Regions from separate parts of the Rattus norvegicus genome. Here region 1 is linked to region 2. A link is a contact called in public Hi-C data. All regions are on one chromosome and are shown on one strand. The core of a region is the stretch at or near the end of the contact, and the rest is flanking DNA. Distances in the headings are between cores, read along the strand shown. Region 1 holds the start of Polr3h (RNA polymerase III subunit H). Region 2 has its middle 21 kb from the start of Tob2.

Region 1 (5,762 bases), core at 2,541-5,040, 89 kb before region 2:
TTAAAAAAAATGATATTCTATATATCTTGTCTTATATATCTAGTAGTGTTTACGTTTTTAAAGCTGGGGTCTGGTGTAGGCCAGTCAACTTTTGATGATCTCGCCTCCCTCTCTCCAGCGCCTGGATTTCAGGTATGCCCCAACCGGTTCAGCAGCAGTTTCCTTTGAAATCACTTCTGTCTTTGGTGCTACTCTGCGGGGCGGTGTGGGACACTGAGAACTTGATTGTCACGTTCACCAGTGCCCGATTCCTGAGCTGTGGCGTGGGAGCTCCATGCCCTGTACCTCTGGCTTGACCCTCCTCACACCCTGATGCGCTCCCCGGCTCAGCTCCTCCCTCAGTCTTTCACTCTTGGCAATCACAGTTCTGTTACCCTTTTGTTCATTCAAGTAAGCCATATTTTCAAGCCCTGGCCATCCGCCAACCACTGATCTCGGCCCGGATGTTGTAGAGAGAAACCATACAATGGTCCTCGGCTGCCGGGGAACTTGTAGACTGAGTTGCTTGTGTATTTTGTAAACCGCCCCCATCGTCCATGGAGAAAAGGCAAGAGAATTCGTAAGGAGCCGGATCTTGCTTTCCTCTTTTTCTTCTTCTTTTTTTAAAGCACCGCATAAACCATACAGCAAAACTTTGTGCCAACAAATTGTTGAGCTGAATACCACAAAAGAGGGGAATTCTGAAACCCTGGGTTCCACATTACACCCGCCTGGCCCCCCTCCAGCTTCCCATCCAGTTAATAGCTGAAGCCCTCAGGCTGTGGCTTGGCTGCTTCTATCTCTGAGACTAAGCTGTCCATCTCCTCAGTGCCTAAGACCTCCTCTCACTGACCAGCTTTGCAGTCTCCTGCCACCAGCCTGCTCCTCCTCCTTTCCACAAGGCCACATAATAATCCTTCTCGCTAGTCTTCCTGCCCCCTCCAGCTACTTCAGATCCACTGTCCACAATTGGCTATAACTCCAGCTCCTGGGAACTAGAGGTTTTCTTCTGATATACACAGGCATACACACACACACACACACACACACACACACACACACACACACACCATACACACATACAGAGACAGACATATATATGCAGGCGAAACCCTTCATATACATAAAAATGTATAACAAGTTACTTGCTGATATGAAGATCATAGCTAAGTAATTCTTACCTCTCACATCAGTTCCCTGGATTACTTTGTTTGTAAGCAGTGGAAAGGGACGTATTGTCTTACATGTGTTATCAGACTGGGTTTCTCTGTGTAGACTTGGTTGTCCTGCAACTCACTTTGTAGACCGGGCTGGCCTAGATTTCGAATTCACAGAGATCCCACTGCCTCTGCATTCTAGCTGTTGGAATGAAAGGTGTGTGCCACCAAAAAAACCCCAAAATACATTCTTTTTTTTCTCCTCCTTATTCTTTTTTTTGGGGGGGGAGGGCATTTGAGACAGGTTTTTCTGTATATCCCCATCTGCTGGACTCTTTTGGTAGCCCAGGTTGGCCTTGAACTCTCAGAATTCCTACTGCCTCTGCCCCTTCCAAGCGCTGGGATTAAAACTGTGCCCCACCATGCCCAGGAAGAAAAGTTTTCTTTTTCTTTTCTTCATTTCTTTCATTTTTTTAAAAATATAGGATAGAGTTTATTTAGAGCATGAGGAGGGGAGTTGTGGGGGTAGTGGAGACAGAGAAAGGCAGAGAGTAGAGGAGTAGAGGCCAGCCATGAGCACGTTATGGGGGATGAGAAGTGAGGAGGGAAAAGCAGGGAGTGGGAGAAAGAGGAGAGGAGTAAGAGCAAGAGCTCATATTTTTTTTTTTTTTTTTTGGTTCTTTTTTTTCAGAGCTGGGGACCGAACCCAGGGCCTTGCGCTTCCTAGGCAAGCGCTCTACCACTGAGCTAAATCCCCAACCCCAAGAGCTCATATTTTAAAAAGAATTATTTATTTTATGTGTATGAGTACACTGTAGCTGTCTTCAGACACACCAGAAGAGGGCATCCGATCCCACTATAGATGGTTGTGAGCCACCATGTGGTTGCTGGGAATTGAACTCAGGACCTCTGGAAGAGCAGTCAGTGTTCTTAACCACTGAGCCATCTCTCCAGCCCTTTTTACTTTTCTTTCTTTCTTTCTTTTTTTTTGAGACAAGATTTTTTTTTTCTGTTCAGCTCTGGTTGTCCAGGAACTTGCTCTGTAGACCCAGCTGCCCTCAAACTCTGAGATCTGTCTGCCCCTGCCTTCCAAGTGCCGGGATTAAAGTGTGCACAAGTATTGTTAGGCCTTTTTTTTTTTTTTTTTTTAAAAGCAAGTGTCTCAATACCCAGAGACTATACATGGACTGACTCATGGCTCCAACTGGATATGTAGCAGAGGAAGGCCTGCCTTGTTGGGCATCAATGGTAGAAGCCTTGGTCCTGCCAAGGTTGGACCCTCAGTGTAGGGGAATGTGCTGGGGGTAGAGAAGGGGGTTTGGATGGGGAGGGGAACACCCTTATAGAAGAAGGGGAGGGGGATAGGGGGCTTATGTCTTGGAAACCGGGAAAGGGAATAACATTTGAAATGTAAATAAAAATATCCAATAAAAATAAATTAAAAAAATATATAAAAAGAAAGAGTTACAAAAAAAAAAAAAGTCTCTTGTACCCCAGGGTGATCTTGAACTCACTAAGTAGCTGATCTGAATGTCTAGTTTTTCTGTCTTTTTAAAAAAGATCTTATTTTATTTATTGAACGACTGTGAGTACACTGTCACTGCCCTTAGACACACTAGAAGAGGGTATCGGATCCCATTACAGATGGTTGTGAGCCACCATGTGGTTGCTGGGAACTGAACTCAAGACCTTGGCAAGAGCAATCGATCAGTGCTCTTAACCACTGAGCCATCTCTCCAGCCCCGTTTTTTTTTTTTTTTTTTTTTTTTTTTTGTCTTTACTTTCTAAGTGCTGGAATTCAGGTGTGTTTGCCACTATGTTTGGCTGACCAAAATTTTGTGTTGGGGGGGGGGGGCGGCGGGGAAGGGAGCCGCTAAAACAAAGTCTTATTTTGTAACTCAAACTGGTCTTGAACTTGCAGTGATTATCTAGCCTCTACCTCCTCAGTGCTGGCATTACAAGTGTGAGACTGTTTGCATTCAGCTGTTTAAGGACGGAGTGTGCTGAGTTTTAGTGAGTACATACATCAATTGCACCACTTAAAATTACTGTCACCCAGAAAGGCCTGGTGACCCTTTTTTGCCCACTGTCTTGGGTACTTGTCTGGAGTAAAGACTATTTTTTTTTTAAAGATTTATTTATTTATTATATATAAGTACACTGTAGCTGTCTTCAGATACACCAGAAGAGGGCATCGGATCTCTTTACAGATGGTTGTGAGCCACCATGTGGTTGCTGGGAATTGAACTCATGACCTCTGGAAGAGCAGTCGGGTGCTCTTAACCTCTGAGCCATCTCTCCAGCCCGAGTAAAGACTATTTTGAACGTGTTATATTTGTATTTTCAAAGGATCTCTCTAGCTGCTGTGCAAAAGAAAAGACAGGCTGGAAGAGCAGAATTATCGCCTAGCAACCAGACTCGCTCAGTGGCCGGGGTTGGCTGGCTTCAGAACGAGGCCCCGCCCTCTCAGCGCTGTACCCCGCCCCTCTCCTCTCAGTAGCGGGAGAGTGCAGGCGGCTCCGCCCACCTTCAGGCTCCTCCCCTCACAGGAGCCTTGCCTAGCTCTGCGACCCGTAGGGGCGGGCAGATGCTTCTTATTGGTCAGTTCTCCGGAAGCTGAGTTCATTTGGTTTGGCTAGCGCTGCGTTGGGGCCTCCGAGCCGCTGGACGCGCGTGAATGGTGCGTGGCTTCCGCGCGTGGTGCGGAGTGGTCGGGGCGGGGATGGGACGGGGTCGGCTCTTCTCCAAGCCTGGAGGAATGGGGCCTCAGGTTCCTCCGGGAGAGGAGCGTGGCATCCGCAAGCGGGACCCCAGGCCCTGCCCTCCCGCGCGGCTCGGCTGCAGGCTTGGCTTGTTAGAATCCGAGAGGGAATGGGGGCAGCTCGGGGACCCCCAGCCCCTCACCGTTCTCAGCCCCGCGTGCTTAACAGCTTCTTTGGGTTCCAGAGCCCTAGCGCAGGATGTTCGTGCTGGTGGAGATGGTGGACACCGTGCGCATACCCCCGTGGCAGTTTGAGCGGAAACTCAACGACTCCATTGCTGAGGAGCTGAACAAGAAATTGGCCAACAAGGTACTAGGCCCTCGGGTTGCCGGGCAGTGTCCGGAACGGTCCCGCTGCTTGTCTGGCCGTCCCTTGTTTCAGCCTTGGCCTTACACACTTAACGTAACTTCATGTCAGGGTTTCTTTCCTTCCCTTCCTTATAAACCAGACTTGGATGTCAGCGTGTACCCAAGGGAGTAAATGGGCTGGACGAAGTAGTGTATACCTGTCATCCCAGCTTCTTGGGTTAATAAGGCTTGTGACGATCCTGAGTTCGAGGCCAGCGTGGGCAACATAATAAACCTGTTTCAAACAAATTAAGCATCGAAACTGCTGGTGGTAGCGCATGGCTTTAATCCCATTACTTAAGAGGCAGAGGCAGGTGGATCTCTGTGAGTTCGAGGCCAGCCTGGTCTACAGAGGGAGCTCAGCCATGGCTACACGGAGAAACAAACGTCTCAAAAAAAAAAAAAAAAAAAAAACCAAAAAACCAAAAACAAACAAACAGACAAACAAAAAACCAAAAAAACCTAAAAAAAACCAAAAACACCGGGGTGTTGAATAGTGCTTAAATTTGCTTGACATTTGAGGTTTGATTCTCCGTATTGTCGGAAAACAAAACAGAGTACGAAATGGGTTTGTAAAACGGAAACCGGAAAATGCCTGTTTCCTCCTTCAATTACTGTGCAGTCTTGGCCAGGTCACCTACTCTGGGCCTCAGTTTGTCCAAGTGGGTGAGTACAGAGGTCAGAGGATAGTGCGTGCTCTCTGGAATTGAGCTCAGCTGTCAGGTTTAGAGGTGGCTTTTTACCAGCTGACCCAGCTCATTGGCCCCTTCCTTGTATTCTTTTGGTTACTGTATTATGTCCCTTTCTGTGAATACAGACCTTCTCTGATGTAATCCTTTCATTATCCCCAGTACTTAGCCAGAGCGTGGCAGGGGAGACAGAGACTCTGCCCGTGTAGCATAGTGAGGAAGAAGAGCTGGCTTGAGAGGGTCCCCTTGTTAATGAGCCAGGGTGGATGCCATGAAGGACAGGCATTCACACAGCTGGAGAACAGAGGTGTGCCACCTGGGATGAAAGAGATTGGTGACTTCTGAGAAAACAGCACTAACCTGAGAGCTGACGGCGAGGAGAAGCCAAGAGACAGACTCTGATTTGATGGTTGGAGCAGGTTAGGTATAAAGAGTTGTGGAGACAGCGCAATTAGCATGTGCAAGGGTCCTGAGGCAGGAGGGCTGTGGCATCTAAGAAAGCACAGAGAATGCCAGTGTAGCTGGAACACAGAGGCTGGTCTAGGAACTGTAGACAGAAGCCGGACCACAGAGCCCTGGAGGGCCTTACAGTCCAAGTTGTTCTTTTCAAGTCAGTAGGAGGTGATCTGAGAGCCAGGAAGAAAGAACAGGTTTGGCTTTACATAGGAGACAGGTAGATCCTTTACAGGAGGCCGAGGCCGGAAGAAGGGGTATATCACAGACCTGAGGCTCGTCAGATGGAGGAAAAACGATGCTGACTTTCCTTTTTTGGGACAGGATCTCACTATGTAGTTTTGGTTGGCCTTTCAACCCAGAGCTGCCTGCCTC
Region 2 (6,213 bases), core at 1,865-4,364:
TCCAAAATGCTGACCTGGATTCCTTACCTCAGCTCCTTACTAGCCGCGTGGCTTAAGTTACAACCTCTCTGACCCTCTCCTCCTTTTTTGTTTTGTTGTGAAACTCCGAGACGGGGTCTCACTGTGCAGCCTTGACTGGCCTCAAAGTTACAGAGATCTGCAGGCCTCTGCCTCCCGAGTGCCAGGTTTTAAGGTGTGCGCCCGCGACCGGCCGCATTTCAGCTCTTGGGCTGAGAGATGGCCCCTGCTCCTTCGGGTGTGAGTGTGGAAGGCCCTGAGGTGGGGACCCTCACAGAAAGCACTGTGGTGACCACATTAATAGGCAGCAATAATGACATTTGCTTATGGCAAAGGCTGCGCGTGCCAGGCTTTATGGACATCACTGAAAACATCATCACTGACCTGCCACCTTCATTTCATACACGGGGATGCACCACAGGCCACAGAGGCTCTCTACCAGCTTCCCCTGTTGGCCAAAGGGTAAAGGCCAGCTGAGTGGGCCCTAGAGGGTTCTCAAAGGCTGGGACTGGATCAGACACGGGCTAAGGGGCTCCTTGGGACCCAGTAGCTGACCCCAGATGCCTGGCCTCGTTTAGGATGTTGTTGGCAGAGTCCCAGGCACGTGAGTCAAGCACTTAGGAGGGTTGGGCTATTGGGGGTGGAAGGCTACAGTCATCCCTTCACTATTCAGCAAACACTTACTGAGGGCAATAGAGTGTGATACGGTCACATGTGGGCCTGTGGCAGTGTCACTTACAAAGTGTACCACTTGACAAGAGAGTGACTAACCCCCCCCTCGATCAGGCTGACCCTGAACTCAGAGATCCACCTGTCTCTGCCTCCTGAGTGCTGGGGTTAAAGGCATGTGCCACCACTGCCTGGCTTTATTTATTTAAAGATTTACTTCTTTTATGTATGTGAACACACTGTAGCTGTCTTCAGACACACCAGAGGAGGGCATCGGATCCCATTACAGATGGTTGTGAGTCACCATGTAGTTGTGGGAATTGAACTCAGGACCTCTGGAAGAGCAGTCAGTGTGCTTAACTGCTGAGCCATCTCTCCAGCCTTTTAATTAATTAATTTATTTATTCATTCATTTATTCATTTATTTATTTATGTTTAAGTCAAGACCTTACTGTATTGCCCAGGTTGATTCTCCTTCTGTCTTTCCCTCCCCAGCACTCGAGATTCAATGTAGGTAGGACCTCATCCATGCTAGGACAAGGCTCTGTCAGGTCCCCTGTCAGGTCCCCTGGAACTGCAGTTATATGCAGTTGTGAGCTGTCTGAATGGTCCTGGGAATGGAACTTGGGTTGTCTATGAGAGAACCAAGCACTTGTAACTGCAGAGCCACCTCTCCAGCTCCCCTGACAGACATTTATATTTTCTTCTCCAGGGCAGGGGCTGGTTCTAACCCAGATATGATAGGAAAGACGCAAGCCAAAATGCCACATTCATCCCTTAGTTTCCTCAACTATGAAAGGACACCGATGTCCCCTCCCCTGTGTGGTTTGAAGGTAAGATGAGTGTTCACATTCCAGGCCACTAAGTGGAGCAGGGACAATGGTTTGGGAAAGGGAAGAAGTGACAGTCTCCACTATGCAAACGAGACGACGCTGCCAGCATCAGGGAAGGCCCAGACGGCTCCCCAGGCTCCCCATTCTAGAAAATGTACTCTTTTTTTTTCTTTCTTTCTTTTTTTTTTTTTTTTTTTCTGGAGTTGGGGACCGAACCCAGGACCTTGCGGTTGCTAGGCAAGCGCTCTACCACTGAGCTAAATCCCCAACCCCTAGAAAATGTACTCTTATTAGGTGCTTAAGGCAAGTGGGGCTGCTTCAATTCTGAGGCCAGACTGGGCTGCACAGTGAGTCCCAGCCCAGCCTTTAATCCTAGAACGTGGGAGGCTGAGGCAGGTGAATCTTTGCCACTTCAGATAGGTCTGCCAGGGCTACACAGAACAAAACACAGCAAACCCCCGAATTCCTTCAGGCAAAAACTTCACCACAGATAGTCGTCCCCCTGAGGTGGGAATGTGCTTGAGAGGCTGCAGTGACTGTTAGATATTCCCGGGGTCCTCTTGGCACCAGATTCGGGCTCCAGCTCTACCTGTGACCTTACCGAGCTAAGAGGCAAGCAGGGCACAGGCTGCTGGAGCAGAGACCAAGGTCCACAAGGAGTTGACTGCCCCAGGGATTCCGGGTTGGGCCTTGCCCTGCTCTATGCCAGGTTTCTTGAGAGGGCATCAGGGGCCACTAAGCTTCCCAGTTACCTGGCTATTTCACGGAGTAACAAGGCTCTTTTATTTTTCTTACTAAACTAGAAGGAAAGACCACTTTGTAGTTAGGGATACTGAGACTAAGAGGCACAGGTGCCCCAAGTCATCAGAAGAGGCAAGACGCTGTGAGCTTCCCTGACAGGGTGGAGTGGTTGTAAAAGACAGCTCCTGAGCAGGGGACCTCCAGTTAGAGAAGCCGGGGCCCCACGTTGGGCTCGGGTGTTTCATCCACCTCTGCGGACCTAGGCAGCCACGCTTACCCGCATGGGGGGTCCCCAGCTTCAGCGAGCCCTCAGCTTCCCTGGGGGAAGTAAGGAAAAACAGGAGGCTGAGCTCCACGAGACTACTCCCCCGCCCCGCGGAGCGCACAGGAGGAGGAAGGAGGGTTATGTAAGGCGAGTCGAGGGCCGGGCAGGCGGGGACGTCCTCCTATGAATAGCCTGCTGTTCCCTGCGCGTGACTACACAGCCCCCTCTGCGCCCGCTGTGCTGGCCTCCGTGTCCAGGGAGCCTGAAGAGGGAGGAGCATGAGTAGGGAATTCAGGGAGGGAGAAGGGAAGCCAGGACCCCAAAACCTGGACCTTGCTCCCATTTTACCAGGTTTGGAGAGGACATGAGACTCGAGCAAAGCCCGTTCCAGAATTGGACTCAAGACCCAATATAATTCCTTTATCCGGGTATAGGTTAGACACTGACCCCGGGATCAGAGATTAATAAAAACGAGGATACAGCTATTAAGAAAATGTTGGCCCACGAAGAGAAAAACGCAGCAATAGTCACCGTCATTATCATGACTGTGGTCTGATGGTGCAATGTGGCTCAGGGCAGCAGCCTGCTAGAAGGTTCCTGGGCAGAGACAGGCGGCTTCGATCCACACAGCAGAAGCAGTCCGACTGCCCAGAGGCCTGAATTGGCAACCACTTCAGGGATCTGGGAGCACCTGGGGAAGGCTGAGGCCACCCCAAGGAGAATCTTGGCCTGATGACTGCTGGACTTTGTTCAGAGCACAGCAGGGGCAGGTGGAGAAGAGGGAGAGATGGACTCCAGCCTCCTTCCCACCGCTAAGCTCCAATCTAGCTGTAGAGTAAGTTTTTTCCTCATCAGCTCCTGAGCTAGGGACGCCAAATCCCATCCTGGCTGGTCATGATGTGCTTGGGAGTCTGACTTGGAGCAGGCCACTCTGTCCACCTTGGGTCTCAGTGTCCGCTATAAAATGACAGTGCTACTCCCAACCTAGTCCCTCCTGCTGCTGGGAGTGAGGAGCAGGGTCTGGGGCAGGAGCTGGCTCTGATAGCCCAGCAGTCCCACCAAAGTCTGAGCATCGGTTCTGGGAGCTGCAGCCCTCCTCTGAGGGGAAGGAGGCTCCCTACCAAATGCTCCTCCCAGCCATGCCCGCAGACTTCTAGGATCACAAATGCTAAGCCAGAGGGCTGGAGAGATGGCTCAGCGCTTAAAAGCTCTGACAGCTTTTCCTAGAGGTCCTGAGTTCAATTCCCAGCAACCTCATGGGGGCTCACAACCATCTGTAATGGGATCCGACGCTCTCTTCTGGTGTCTGAAGACAGCTACAGTGTGCTCATATAAATACAATAAGTAAATTTAAAAACAAAAACCAATACTAAGCCAGAACTGATAGCTTGTGTCCAGGGACTCCCAAATCTCAGACACAATCACCCTGGTGATTTTTTTTTTTTCAGATGTGGTATCGAATCTCCTGAGGAATCTGACTGACGATCCCTTTCTGTCCCTAGACAGGTGATCTCTGCAAACACAGCTTCCAGGCACAGAAAGGGGTAGATCTGGAGCCCCTCAGCTCCTCCCCCCAACCCCCGCCATGTCCCCTCTCTGCTATTTCCAGCCTCTGCCAGGGACATCCTGTGCCCCTGTGATGTCACCAGGCCCTAGGAGACCAGGCTGTAGTGACAAGATGTATTTTTAAACTCTCAGGCCTTGGCCAGCTCCCCACCCTCCACTCAGCTTACCCCACCTCATACTCCCTGTCCTGTCCCCTACATCTCAAATTAGTATGTATGCTTGACAGACATCCTCCAGGCTTCTGAGAGGCCACAGGGAAGCCAGGCCAGTACTCAGTGTTTGTAGACACAAAAGTCAGGCCTGCCCAGGTAAGCAGATGGGTCTCTTAAGAAAGAACAGCTTATTTATTTTATTCATGAGTACACTGTAGCCATCTTCAGACACACCAGAAGAGGGCACGGGATCCCATACAGATGGTTGTGAGCCACCATGTGGTTGCTGGGAATTGAACTCAGGACCTCTGGAAGAGCGGTCAGTGCTCTTAATGCTGAGCCACCTCTCCAGCCCCAGAGAAAGAACAGCTTATATCTCCAGGAGGACCCTAAAACCCTGGGGTAGAGGGGGACCCAACCCATGTTCAGGGCTGATAGTCATCAAATAGACTCTTCTACTCAGCTGAATGTCCTGTCTGGATCTTACAGCAGCCACTCAAGCTCAAGCTGGCTTTGATTTTCTTTTCTTTCTTCCTTTCTTTCTCTCTCTTTCTCTCTCTCTCTCTCTTTCTTTCTTTCTTTCTTTCTTTCTTTCTTTCTTTCTTTCTTTCTTTCTTTCTTTCTTTCTTTCTTTCTTTCAGGGCCTTGCTGTGTAGACCAGGCTGGCCTTGAACTCACAGACATCCACTTGCCTCTGCCTCCAGAGTGCTGGGATCAAAGGCTCTACCATTGCCCATCAACAGTTCAGTTTAGAGCAGCAAGAGGGTAGGGTGTAGGCTCTGGGTTTGGACAGACCTCAGTTCAAATCCTGCGCATGGCAGTTCTCCGCTGTACTTCTCTGGGCAGTCACCTCTCTGTGCCTCTGTAACTTGTACAGTGAGGTTATCAATATGTAGTTCCAGAGGGAAAGATTGCTTGGGAGCACATCTGAGAAACACCAAGCCTATGGCCTGACATCTAGGAGTGTTCAGACAGTGCCAGCTTCTTATTCCTCTATAAACCCTGCTGGGAATCTGTAACAGTCCACGTGTGGATCCTGAGAATTCAACATGGTCCTTGTCCCCCAAGGCTCAGAAGTGCAGAGGTTCGGACATATGAAGGAGAGTACAACACTGACAGGGCCTCCAGGAGATACCTGAGGCTTGGGGAATAGCCTTGTAGCTGAGTAAGGACTAGGACCTCAGCCTCACCCTCCCCCCCTGGGACTCACTTCTGGCAAGTGACTCAGAGTGTTTAGAGAACTACAGAGCCCTATACATGCATAGAGTCCCCAAAACTTTGGCAGCCTTTCTACCTTCTGCTAACAGCCACTCCCTTTCATCTGCCCAAGGGACATATTATCCCTTGAACCAAAAGGGCAGACATATACATTTCCTAGCAGATGGGCAGGAGCCCAAAGAGAAGGATCCTAGGTCCCTTCTCTATCTTCACACTCCAGTGTGTCAGCAAGAAGCTGGGGTTTAAGGCCAACTCACTGTGTGAATCCTTGGAATCCTGATTTCTCTTTTTTAAAAATAAGGTGTTTGTTATTTTAGTTATGTATGTGCCTATGTGTGTGGAGGTAAATAGAAGAAAATGCCCACAGAGACCACAGGTGTCAAGAGCTCTGTGGGTCTGCCTGGCATGTGGATGCTGGGAACCAAATTCATATCCTCTACAAGAGCAGTTTGTGCTTTTTTTTTTTTTTTTTTTTAAGATTTATTTTATTTATTATATATATAAGTACACTGTAGCTGTCTTCAGATACACCAGAAGGGGGCATCAGATCTCTTTACAGATGGTTGTGAGCCACCATGTGGTTGCTGGGAATTGAACTCAGGACCTCTGGAAGAGCAGTCGGGTGCTCTTAACCGCTGAGCCATCTCTCCAGCCCCAGTTTGTGCTTTTAACCACTGAATTCTCAGTTTTCTTATCTGCAAAATGGGCATAAAATGCTTTAAAAGGGGATTGGGTGTATAGCTCAGTGGTA

Evidence for each region. A called contact is a pair of places that touch in the nucleus more often than the background predicts.
Region 1: a contact with region 2 is called in a Hi-C map of prefrontal cortex, with 2.5 times the contacts expected there. The contact joins the promoter of Polr3h here to the enhancer-like site in region 2. A contact is called at or near these places in 5 of 12 Hi-C or Micro-C datasets (Schwann cells, kidney, liver and 2 more) and 1 of 1 datasets of contacts at active chromatin or transcription factors (oligodendrocytes).

What each region holds. Positions count from the first base shown.
Region 1 is chr7:115,317,909-115,323,670 of GRCr8, reverse strand. It overlaps Polr3h (RNA polymerase III subunit H), which reads left to right and starts at 3,790. Exons shown (of 7, transcript NM_001127295.2): 1 at 3,790-3,816; 2 at 4,083-4,207. The coding sequence starts at 4,097.
Region 2 is chr7:115,227,427-115,233,639 of GRCr8, reverse strand. No RefSeq gene overlaps it. Among named protein-coding and RNA genes, the nearest start is that of Tob2, 21 kb to the left of the region's middle. Within about 2 kb of position 3,114, at least 80 of the 93 cell types and tissues checked have an H3K27ac peak or open chromatin away from gene starts, as enhancers often do. A contact at or near this core is called in Schwann cells, kidney, liver and 1 more, where this site is marked.